Regions from separate parts of the Danio rerio genome. Here region 2 is linked to region 1. The links are chromatin contacts, called in public Hi-C maps. All regions are on one chromosome and are shown on one strand. Each heading gives the region's core, a stretch centred on a gene start, on an enhancer-like site or on the middle of the called end of the contact. The rest is flanking DNA. Distances are from core to core; before and after follow the strand shown. Region 1 holds the start of pkd1l1 (polycystin 1 like 1, transient receptor potential channel interacting). Region 2 holds the start of si:dkey-117j14.8 (a long non-coding RNA gene).

Region 1 (5,909 bases), core at 1,894-4,393:
GGTACAGCTTGATCTAATCCAGCTCTACGGCTGTGGATGTAATGGGTGGAGTTATGGTTACTAATAGGATGTCCTCCACCATTTGCTTTGCAGCATATGTACTATGTTGAAAAAGCCATACATATTTAGATATGCAACTGTTCAAAATGTATGCTTTCAAATCATACACAATGCTAAATTATTTTGAGGTTAAAATTAAATGACAATCTGCCTTGCAATCATAATATATGTTGCTTTACTGGGTTAATTTCAAATGAAAGCTGCAGAGAAAGGTTTTTGTAGGTATGTTTTTAGAGTCAGCATTCAGCACATTACACTGTAAAAATTTTTTTTTTTCAGAGCAGTTTTCCATATATTGTGATTCATGATTTTTGTTGTTGTTTATGCTTTTTAATTGAATTATGGGAAAAGTTTTATTGACATTTTTTATATTTTGAATGATATAATGTATGGATTAATGTCTTAAATTACAGTACAGAAATCTGAGGATAAACTGCCAGTTTCTTTTTGGTATTTTATTAACTTACTTTGATACATATTATTTCTTATAAAATACATTGTTTCAAATTACTAAAATGTTAATCAAAGTCACTTTGTTAAACTTCCAAGTTGACAAAGCAGAAATCAAGGTCCCAAAATGCAATTCATAACCTTGAGTAAACAAAAACATACCTAGATCATGAAATGCAGAAACCGTTAAACTATAACATTTTTATAGTGTATATCTTGCACAATTTTGGTAGATACACATTTTCCCAATGAGACTGGGTAGAACTGTAGCTAGTAAACATACTTAAATGGTACAATCCAGCAGCCGGTAATATTGCATCTATGTAGCAGGTGAAGTATCCGTTGATCATAACAGATACATTTTGAAGGCCATTGGGACCAGAGTTTCCAGTGAATGTAATGAAAACCATAGAGATGTTTTCTTTGCTCAGATTAGGTATACCTGGAAACACACGAGAAACGTGAAAGGGATTACATTGTTTTGATTAAATTATTTTTGGAGAAACTAATATTGTAGCTTTCAAAGGGGTAGCTCATTCAAAATTACACTTTTTTGTCATTAAAATTCACCTTTTTGTCAGATTTTGTCCAATTGTTCAAGTTTCTGTCTTTTGTGTGAGTCAAATAAAAATATTTTAAGAATGTTGGAAACAGGTAACCATTGACCTGCATAGTATTTTTCCTACTATGGATGTCAGTCCAGAGTAGATTTTTATTTTGGGTGTACTACCCCTTTAAGAGATGTACAATTTAATTTACACATAATTGAAGGCACAATTGAATTAGCCAGCTGAAAGGTTGCTATAGAAAGCCTAACAAAAACCTGAGACTTCCAGGAGGAGGGGCTTTCCAATTTGCACCCTGTCAATCAAAGCAGCTACAGTGGCATTATGAACAGAAGGCCCTCTGCTGCTTTGCAATGCCAACCTGCCCATCTCATTCCCAGTAAAGACAAACTCAGAGGAGAAGCATCTGCAGGCAAATAAAAAGACATGATTATCAGGTCTAAAGGGATATGGTTTGCCCAAAAATGAACATTTACTCACTCTCCACTTGTCAAACCTGTTTCATTTTTTTTCTATTGAACACATGAGAAGATGTTTTTTTTTAAATGTTGGAAACCTGTAACTGTTGACTTTCATAGTATTTGTTTTCCAATTATGATAACATGTTTCTAACACTTTTCAAAATTTAGCCTATTCTCCTGTGTTTGGAACCACTTCAGAGAGAGTAAATAATGAGTACATTTTCATTTTTGGGTGAACTCCCTTTAAATACTTAAACACAATATACCTGTATTTCTGCAATCAACTATGTCATGTATGCTTAATAGGAAAGTTTTTAATTTAATTACTTTTTTTCTCCTTATTTTTTTAACCTCCTGCATGCTGTTTTCTGTTCAACACAAAAGAAGAATCTTTAAAACATGGTAGCTGTTGACTTCCAAAGCATTTTAATGACACCAAAAGAAAGTAAATGGCTTACCAACATTTATGTAAAATATTTTGCTTTGTGTTAAACAGAAAACTCTGAAACAACTTCAGCATGAGTAAACATTCATTTTGGGGTTAACTATCTCTTTTAATCTCAATTCAAATGTTGGCATGAATTTAATAAATGGTTCTGAGTTTTTTCTTGGATGCTATATAAATGTATTTATTAATTGAAGAACTGTGATATTGAAGCAAACACATGTAAGCTCACTTTATGTACCCTATTTTATGTACCAACATATTCGTGTCAACAATAAAATACATGTCTTCACAGATACCAAGCTCATCACATTTGAAACAAGTATATGTTTACAATAATTACAATAAATAAAAAGGATAAAATAAAAACATCAAAGCTAAACAGAGTTATACTTCACAAAATAACCAACCTTAACATTCAATTCAAAAGTGAATTTTGTTTAAAGCATATTAACAAAATTGAATTTCGTTTTTTTTGTCATATTTAGTTTTAATTAATGTTGTAATAATTCTGTGTTATGAAACAAATTTAATTCTAAAAGCTAAAACAATAACAACTGCATTCTGTATTTTAAAAAGCTTTTAATAACTTTCATTTAAGTTTTTATTTTCACCCAAATTAAAAACAATTAACTTTAAATTTTTAATTTCTAATAAAATTAATAAAATAGCTACATTCCGTTATATTAATAACATTTGATGTTATTCAAACGCAGTGTTTTTATTACTTATATTTAATATATTTAGATTTGTATGTATTTATTAAAACTAATTTAACATTTACATTATAGGCTAATTCAATTCTAGTGAAGTAAAACGTGGCCTATTAGAAAAAAAATAAGAAAAAACAGCATGTTTACCCGTCGCTGAAACACAACTTGATGCACAATGGAGGATCAGTTTCTTGACATTGGGATGATTCTAATGAACTGTAGTTGTTGAATCCAATGTTCTCTTGAAGAGCTAAAAATGTCAATTGATAAATAAATCTTCATGTCTACCAAATTCCTCAAAATACCTCACAAGGCCCCATTTCCCTACATGGCCTACCGTATTCCGAGATTCCTTTGACATGAATCAGACAAAAAAAGAGTGATAATAATAAAAATAATTTAACCCTAACAAACAAAACCATCGTGAAAATTTGACTGTCTTGTCCTTAGAGCAAACGTTTCTCTGTCTCTTTTAAGTGTCAGGTGAATGGGAGGCGGAACCGTTCTTGATTGACAGCTTCCAAATTGTCGCCCGCTTTATTGTGAGCTCATGGGACAACTTAATGTAACATTATGGTAATGCCAGTGACATACTGGTTTTCCACTTTCATTTTTATTAGTACATTATGAGGTAATTAAAATTCTGTTAATAGTCATCCTTTTCTTAAAAAATCCTTTCTTCTGTTGAACATATAATAAAATATTCGGGGGGAAAAAAGATGGAAAGCTGTAACCACATCAATAGTATTTTTACAGAGTCAATAGTTACAAGTTTTTAGCTTAAAAAAATCTTATTTTATGTTCATCAGAAAAAAAACTTATGAATGTTTAAACCCCTAGAGGATGAACAGACAGTGATACAATTTTCATTTCAGGCCGAATGATCACTTTAAAGAGAAATAAGTAATGTAAAAATTGCATAATGGTAGTAAAATACGCTGTATATGTTTTATTTCTTGGCTTGTGAGTTATTTTCTAAACCTTTGTTTTTCCGTGTTAGCTTTTCACAACACATTCAAATAACTGACAAATGCGGCTTTGGTTCCGGCAAAGAACAATGCAAGTTTCACACAGGATAAACGTAAAGGTTTTGACACTTACAGCAACTGTATTCAAACAGGAAACCTAAGAGAATGAGAGAAGGCAACACAACAACGCTTTCTTAATTATGCAAAATAGCCTACTTTGAAAATTCTTCTCGGGTGAGTGCAAAATATTGTCAAGGCAGTGCCGCCTGAGAAATTGCTATTGTCTATGTATGAATTTATGCTCTAAGAGATTCATTATTTAAATCGGTTCCAATTATTCCACGAAAAAACAGCATCCACAAATACTTTTCACGAAGAAAGAAAGAAAGAAAGAAAGAAAGAAAGAAAGAAAGAAAGAAAGAAAGAAAGAAAGAAAGTGATATTTACACTAAAAATGTTAGAACTTTAAAATACAAAAAAAAATCTTTGAAGAATAAAAAGGTTCTTTGATGAAATTGGCACTTCTTGTATAGCCACATTTTTTTTTGCATAAGAAGTTGGGTAGCTTAGTGGTCTATTTCAGAATATGTCAGAATGTTTACACGCGCGTATTTCTTGTTTCTTGCTTAAATTTGTAAGTCATGATCTCTGCTGACAGTCTGACTGATGAAGATTTTGTTTCAAAGTCTTTTCCGGAATATACGTCAAGATTGGGAAGAAACAGGCGTTTTAGGCGAGACACGAACACATAGTTAGTGACCCAAAACAGGGCGACAAGTGCTGACCAAGCCAAAGGCTACTAAACAAAACCTGCCACTTCAAACAGCTCTGGAGGGAAACGCTTCTGTTCCACAGTGATGAATGAGGATTGAAGTGGACCATTGACGGCCAGGGTCATTGACGCCCAAGGGCACAATGGGTGACGGGGTTGAAGAAAACTAGCTTTCACCGAAAGATGTAGGCCCGAATCCCTCGTGGTATAGGCTAACATAAATACGATGTGGTTTTGGGGTGCGTAGCCTAAGTACCAACGCGCCATAAGAGGAGCGCGCCACCTTGTGTTTACATGGGCCAACAATACGACAAACAAACAAATTGCTAAATGAATTTAGACATCTCTCTAATTATTTCGACATTCATTTTAATTTTCATAATTAAAAAACAAGTAGGTAAAAAACATAATTAAGTAAAAAACATAATTAAAAAACCTATTATGAACTTCCCGATTTCATGCTTTAGGAATAAATCGTAAAGCTATCCCCATGTTTATGTAACCTAAAGATCAGATGTTTAAATATTTTTAGAAAGCCTATATTGACATTTCATTTTAAATGTTAAACAATGACCATAAAAATGCTAATGAAATTCAAGAAAATTAAATATGCATAAATAAACCTAAATAATAAAAATAAAGAAGTAATTTAAAATAAACTAACCTGAGCACGGTAGAAGAAAATGCTTACAACAATTGAAAATTACATGCACGAAATTATAAGATGTCAGCTTTCGCTATAAAGTTCATATTTTATGTTTGCTATAAACAGAAAAAAAATATTTAGATTTTTATAGCTAATAAATAAGAGATATTATGAAGAATTGTCTGCGCTATTTTTTACCTAGATTAAGCTGTTTAAAGTAAAACCTGGTTTATGCAATATTATGAATATTAGGCCTTTTTGTAATTAATATCAGAATAGCTTTATTAACTTCATTTTATTATAGTGACAATGTTCTCTGCTTTCGAAGCCAACTTTTCCAGAGGCCCAAGAAGGCTATCACAGTTGTCAAATTTTGGTGTTAAACGTTTAGACAAAACGAGAAATAATACATATTGAGGGAAGAAGACAAAGACAAAGTCTCAAATACAAGATTATATTGTCAGTTTTCATTGAATCTGCGCATGCAACTTCCAATTTGGTGTACTCAACGGTTTGTGGCTGTAGCTTTCTCATTTAAAAGCCTCAAGCGTGTATGGTTTAATTATATCAAGGCTTCTTACGTTTCTTGGACATGGCTGAAAAAGCGATGCCAAAACTGTTTGTTTCAACCTTGCGGCAAGAAAAGGTGATGATTAAAGTAAAACAATTACCTATTGACCTAACAAACAATGACCAACATTATTAAAATTAAATTGTTATAATAACTGATATTATTATATGTTATATTATTAGGCTATATAAAGTCCTAACATTTTCCAAATAAATAAAATGGAAACTAAATAGGCCATGTTTTTTTTATTTTACACT
Region 2 (5,909 bases), core at 1,251-3,750, 130 kb before region 1:
AATGGTCAATTTGGCCCAAATGATGAAAATGTGGCATAGTCAATTAAAGGTAATCTCGGTCTAAACCCAAAGGCTCACATGTGTACATGTAGATGCAAATGTGGCCCAGTTAGTATAAAACATGTGGGCCACTTTTGGCAAATATTCAAGTGGTGCTCGCTGCAGAGCCATTTGGGCGAGCTGAGCTCCAGCGAGGGGGAGCTTGAGCTTGAGCTCCACCTTTTTTTGCACTTCTTCTACGAGTGATGTCACTGGGGGTAGGGTTAGGGGTGGGGTTGGTGTACGCATTAAAACAGCTTACAGGAGGCAGAACGAGAGCTCATGCTCCCCCTCGCTGGAGCTCAGCTCTGCTCAAATGGCTCTGCAGCGAGCACCCTCTCCAAATATTTGGCACAGTAAGCTCTTTCTAATGTGGCTGTGAGCCTAAAGTAGCCCGGATGTGATATGGCAAATGTGGCCTAGTTATCTTAAGACATATATGGGCCACATTTGGCAAATATTCGCCACAGTAAGCTCTGGCTAATGTGGCTGTGAGCCTAAAGTTTCCCAGAGAAAATATGGCAAATGTGACCCAGTATCTTGTGGGCCACTTGTGGCAAATATTTGGCACAGTAAACTCTGGCTGTGTGGGTCAAATGTAAGTGTAGTGTGGGCTGAATCTAGACCAAAATAAAAGCAAACTGAGAATAGGGTCAGTTTTTGTGCATTTTGGTTGAATTATGGCTGATATGTATTATTGCTATGGCTTAGTTGTGGCCCAAATCTGGCAAACAGGAGTGTGCTGCCCAAGTGCCATCATTCTATGTGGAATGTGGGCCAGATGTAAGTGTTTGGTGTGGGCTGGATTTTGATAATTTTGCTATCTTTGTTACTTATAAATTGCCAGGATCTCAGGAGAAAAATAGGTACAGGTAATATTTTTAATAATAATAATAATAATAATAATTTTTAAGTAATATTTTGCCTGTTTTATTAGTTTATTTCATTTAGCCACTCATTTAGCCATTTCTTTTGGTTTTGGTCTTATTTACTACAATAAATCTGTTAGTTTTATTATAGTTAACTGAAAATAAATTCAATTTGACACTTCAAATAAAATACCCTTAATCGTTAAACCTTTTTCAAAAATAATAATAGAATGTGTAAAAATCAGACTTGAAGAATTATGTCCAAATCTACCAGGAAACTAAAACTAATACAAAATTCATTCAAAATATATTTAGTCTTATATTGTAGCTATGTGAGGAGTTGATATGCAAAAACCTCTAAGTAGCATCTAAAGGTTTATGTTCTGTTGCTTCACTTTAAAAACAGTAAATGAAAATTATTCATATATATATATATATATATATATATATATATATATATATATATATATATATATATATATATATATATATATATATATATATATATATATAAACACTATCTGACAAAAATCTTGTCGCCTAACCAAGATCATTTTGCATCACAAATCGCTTATATGAAAAACAAAGGCCACTAGATTACGCTTACTTTACCAATAGGATCATGTTTTTAATGATTTAATTAGGACAGAAAGGTCTGACTTTGCTTTGACAAAAGTCTTGTCACTTGTCACATAAATAATGTACAGTATAGAATATAAAGTCATGGTGCAGTGGAAAAAGTCTCCTCCATCTTACCCTAGAAATGCTCAATAATGTTCATTTCTGGTGACTGGGCTGGCCAATCCTGGAGCATCTTGACCTTTTTTGCTTTCAGGAACTTTGATGTGGAGACTGATGTATGAGTAGACACTATCCTGCTGAAGAATTTGCCCTCTTGAGGTTTGTAATGTAATGGGCAGCACAAATGTCTTCCTCGGGCTGTTGATGTTGCCATCCACTCTGCAGATCTCTTGCGTGCCACCTTCCTGAATGTAACCCCCCAAACCATGATTTTTCCTTCTCCAAACTTGTCTAATTTTGAGAGGGGTCTGGATGCAGACCTGGTGCAGTGCAATCTGAGCTGCATCCATGGATGATGTCACTCGCTCCATGTGAGTGAATTGTGTCTGACATTGCATCGCTGAGTGATGCAATCTCAGCTTGCGTCATAAAGGCTGCATCCTGATACAATTGCTGATTTTTTTTGTGAGAATCTTGGGTCCATGCGGGTTCCAATAGTTTTTCTGCAGTGTTTGTGATGATTTGGATGCAGTTCAACAGATTATTTATCAGAAAAATCCACCTGCCTCTTTTCCAGATGATCAACTAGAAGTCGTTATAATGTTTTGCTTTTACAACTGGGATCGATGACAAGTTTTTGTCAGGTAGGTAGTGCACATATCATGTCAACTGACAGTAAGATCATACTGAAAACATATATGTTTTATTCATAAATATATTTTTATATTGTTTTAACGCACCCTCTCAAACCTATTCTAGTCAACAGAGGACTCTGAAAACAGTTTGAAAAGCAGCGGTGTTAGTAACCTCTGGAGGTCACTATATCTCCATGTGGACACTAGAGGTCGCTGTAGTTCTTTCAGTTGTGGCGTATGACGCTACACTCGCTCTACGGAACTCTCTTCTGTCTGCAGCGGCGGCGGAGACAAGAGAAAACAGACATCAGCGTCGCGCAGCGCAACCTTACAAACTGGTAAGACTCCAATATGTGTCAGTCACTCTTACTGTACTACATAAACATATTGGTGTTTGTCCAGTGGCACACTACGTCAGGCTGAAGGAATTTCTGTAAAAATAATGTAATTTGTTGCTTTTCACTGTTTACTTTGCATCAATATGCCCCAAATCTTCTCTTCAAGTGCAAGTTTTAATGAATTATTATAATTATAATGTATTGACCCAGTTCACAGTGATTCAAATGAAGAAGTGGGATTTATTTGACCATTTTCTTTGTCTTGATTACTTTGGAATCATGAAAGGTCTGTTTTACATTAGCCTCAGTGTGAATATTTTAAAACATTATTTCCCTTTCGGTGTTTTTTATTATTATTTGTTGATGTGTCAGGCGTGAATAGTCAGATTTCTTTATGTACAATCTTATCATATTTCCCTCTTTGAAATGGTTTTGTGCATTAAAATATTTGTATTTGTTTTTAGTCAGCGTGGATGGATAAATAAATAAGACCATTTTAAAACAAAAAATGCACATCAAGAAGGTCGCTGGTTCGAGTCTCGGCTGGGTTAGTTGGCATTTCTGTGTAGAGTTTGCATGCTCTCTCCATGTTGGCGTGAGTTTCCTCCAGGTGCTCCGGTTTCCCCCACAAGTCCAAAGACATGCGGTACAGGTGAGCTAAATTATCCAATAGTATCTGGATGCAGCCTTTATGATGCAAGCTGAGATTGTATCACTCACTATGTGTGAATAGGAGTGTATAGATGTTTCCCAGTGATGGGTTGCAGCTGGAAGGGCATCCGCTGTGTAAAACATATATTGGATAAGTTGTCAGTTCATTCTGTTGTGGCAACCCCAGATTAATAAAGGGAATAAGCCGAAAATAAAATGATTGAATGAATGATTGGGGAGATTTTGTAAGAGTATGTATAATAATAATAAATGAATTGATAGCAGGTGGCGCAGTAAGTACTGCTGTTTTCTCAAAGCAAGAAGGTCACTGGTTCGAGCCTTGGTTGGGTCAGTTGGCATTTCTGTGTGGAGTTTGCATGTTTTCCCTGTGTTTGCATGGGTTTCCTCCGGGTGCCCTGGTTTCCCCCACAGTCCAAAGACATGCGGTACAGGTGAATTGGATAGGCTAAATTGTCTGTAATGTATGAGTGTGTATGGATGAGTTCCCCAGAGATGAGTTGCAGCTGGAAGGGCATCTGCTGCGTAAAACATTTGCTGGATAAGTTGGTGGTTAATTCCGCTGTGGCGACGCCAGATTAAGAGATTAGGCCGAAAAGAGAATGAATGAATGAATGAATGAATGAATGAATGAATGAATTGTAAGCAAAAATTATTACAATAGAGAAGCAAAACCGTAAACATAAACAGTACTTTGTGGTTTTCAGTCTACACTACCTGACAAAAGTCTTGTCGTCGATCTCAGTTGTAACAGCAACAAATAATAACTTGACTTCTACTTGATCATTTGGAAAAGTGACATAAGGTAGTTTTTTCAGATGAATCACCTGGGCCCGGTTTTTCAAAAGGTTTAATTCAGATAAAATTGATCCGGATTTAGTCATCCTGTTTTTGCGATCCGTGATCACTTAATCCAGCTTACTTTTTGAGCCAGTTTTTCAAAGCAACATTAAAATGGATCAATCTGATCCGCATAGGAAATTTTCAGGATCACTAAATCTGGATTACCAGTGCTCAATCACAATGAAGATGGATAGACAGGCCTAAGGCCTATGTATAGAGCAACAAGTAGAATAGCCAGTGTGGGGTAAATATAACTTTATTTTTATTTAAAATGAAAACACACACATTTAAAAAATAATAATAAAATAAAAACAATAAAAACCCCACCCCATCCTCTTCCAGCAGTCCGCTCATCTGAGACCTACAACACAAAAACTGTACATTGAGGTATTTATAATAAGTTTCAAATATAGATGTAAATAAATGATGAAAAAAAAAATTGATGAATTGAAGAATATTGAACTCTGGGAGTCCTGCATTCTGAATGACCTTATTAATAAGCTATTTGAGTCATTGCAGAGGTGAATGGATGCAGTCCTACAAGGTCATGGGAGTCATACACAATATCTGTTCTTTCTCCACTGCACCATGACTTTATATTCTATACTGTACATTATTTATTTAACAAGTGACAAGATGTTTGTCTTAGCAAAGTCAGACCTTACTGTCCTAATTGAATAATTAAAAATCAAGGCATGATCATATTTTATTTTGGTAAAATAAGTCCTTCATACCTTTCATATTAGCCACTTCTGACACTGAATGATCAACTAGAAGTCAAGTTATTATCCATTGCTCCTAAAACTAGGATAGGCGACAAGACTTTTGTCAGATAATGTAGAGTTTAACAGTATTCTGGTACAGAAAGTGAACAATAAAATGTAAAGTATCACTTTATAGTGTTCATTGTTTTAATATATCAGTAAAATTATTCTTCATTAAAGTTACAACTGTTCTTTTTTGTACCTATATGCTTTGAACTCTCTTGAATTGCCTTTAAAACACATGTAAATGATCAAGTTTCACTCTGTTATGGTTATACTTTGCAATGACTCCTCTAATCTCATGTATTCTGAACTGTTAAGCTGATCAACTATAATCCAAACTCAACATTGCATATCCTACGATGTCACTGACCCTCATATTACGATATCGATGCTGAAATTATATATTGTGCAGCGCTAAAATAAACCATCTGCTGTACGTCAGGGTAACCTATTCAAATTTTGTTTTAGTGTAACTCATTGATTCAGTCAACAGAGATTTAATGCAAAAGTAAAGAAAATGACTCACTTTATTGTCTTTTTACACTTTGTAAACATTTTTACATGTGTAATCTTAAGTTTGAACAATTTGTTTAGTCTTTTTTCATTTTTTGGTTTAGTGAAAATTAAACCCATTATTTCACCACAACAAGTAATACAGTGACCAGACAGAACTGTATTACAATTGGTTGATAATAATTTGCCATAAATAGCCTCTGACCCTAATGAATGCGTGTTTTCAGGTCAGAGAGTCCAGCCTTGAACTAATACGGTTAAAGGTGACAAACAGTTTAGAAGGCACAATCTGTTTTCAGCGTAATAATCATTATTACTACTATAAGATACTAGATGGAAAGTTAATACAAAGCATGTAATGTGATGTTGTGAGCCAGTCAGTGTCCTCTTCAACTATTAAATGTGTCACTATAAGCTGGGCTGATTCTGACACTTGTTTATTTCCCCTGCAGTAAAATTGCAAAAATAAAAACTGTTATAGTAATTTGTTACTAT

Evidence for each region. Hi-C and Micro-C count contacts between places; a contact is called where the count stands out from the background.
Region 2: a contact with region 1 is called in a Hi-C map of hematopoietic stem cells, with 2.6 times the contacts expected there. The contact joins the promoter of si:dkey-117j14.8 here to the promoter of pkd1l1 in region 1. A contact is called at or near these places in 2 of 18 Hi-C or Micro-C datasets (embryo and hematopoietic stem cells).

What each region holds. Positions count from the first base shown.
Region 1 is chr24:21,147,992-21,153,900 of GRCz12tu, reverse strand. pkd1l1 (polycystin 1 like 1, transient receptor potential channel interacting) reads right to left here and starts at 3,143. Exons shown (of 54, transcript XM_073940623.1): 1 at 3,033-3,143; 2 at 2,843-2,945; 3 at 1,334-1,482; 4 at 794-952. The coding sequence starts at 3,117.
Region 2 is chr24:21,280,789-21,286,697 of GRCz12tu, reverse strand. si:dkey-117j14.8 (a long non-coding RNA gene) reads left to right here and starts at 2,500. Exons shown (of 2, transcript XR_223057.6): 1 at 2,500-2,622.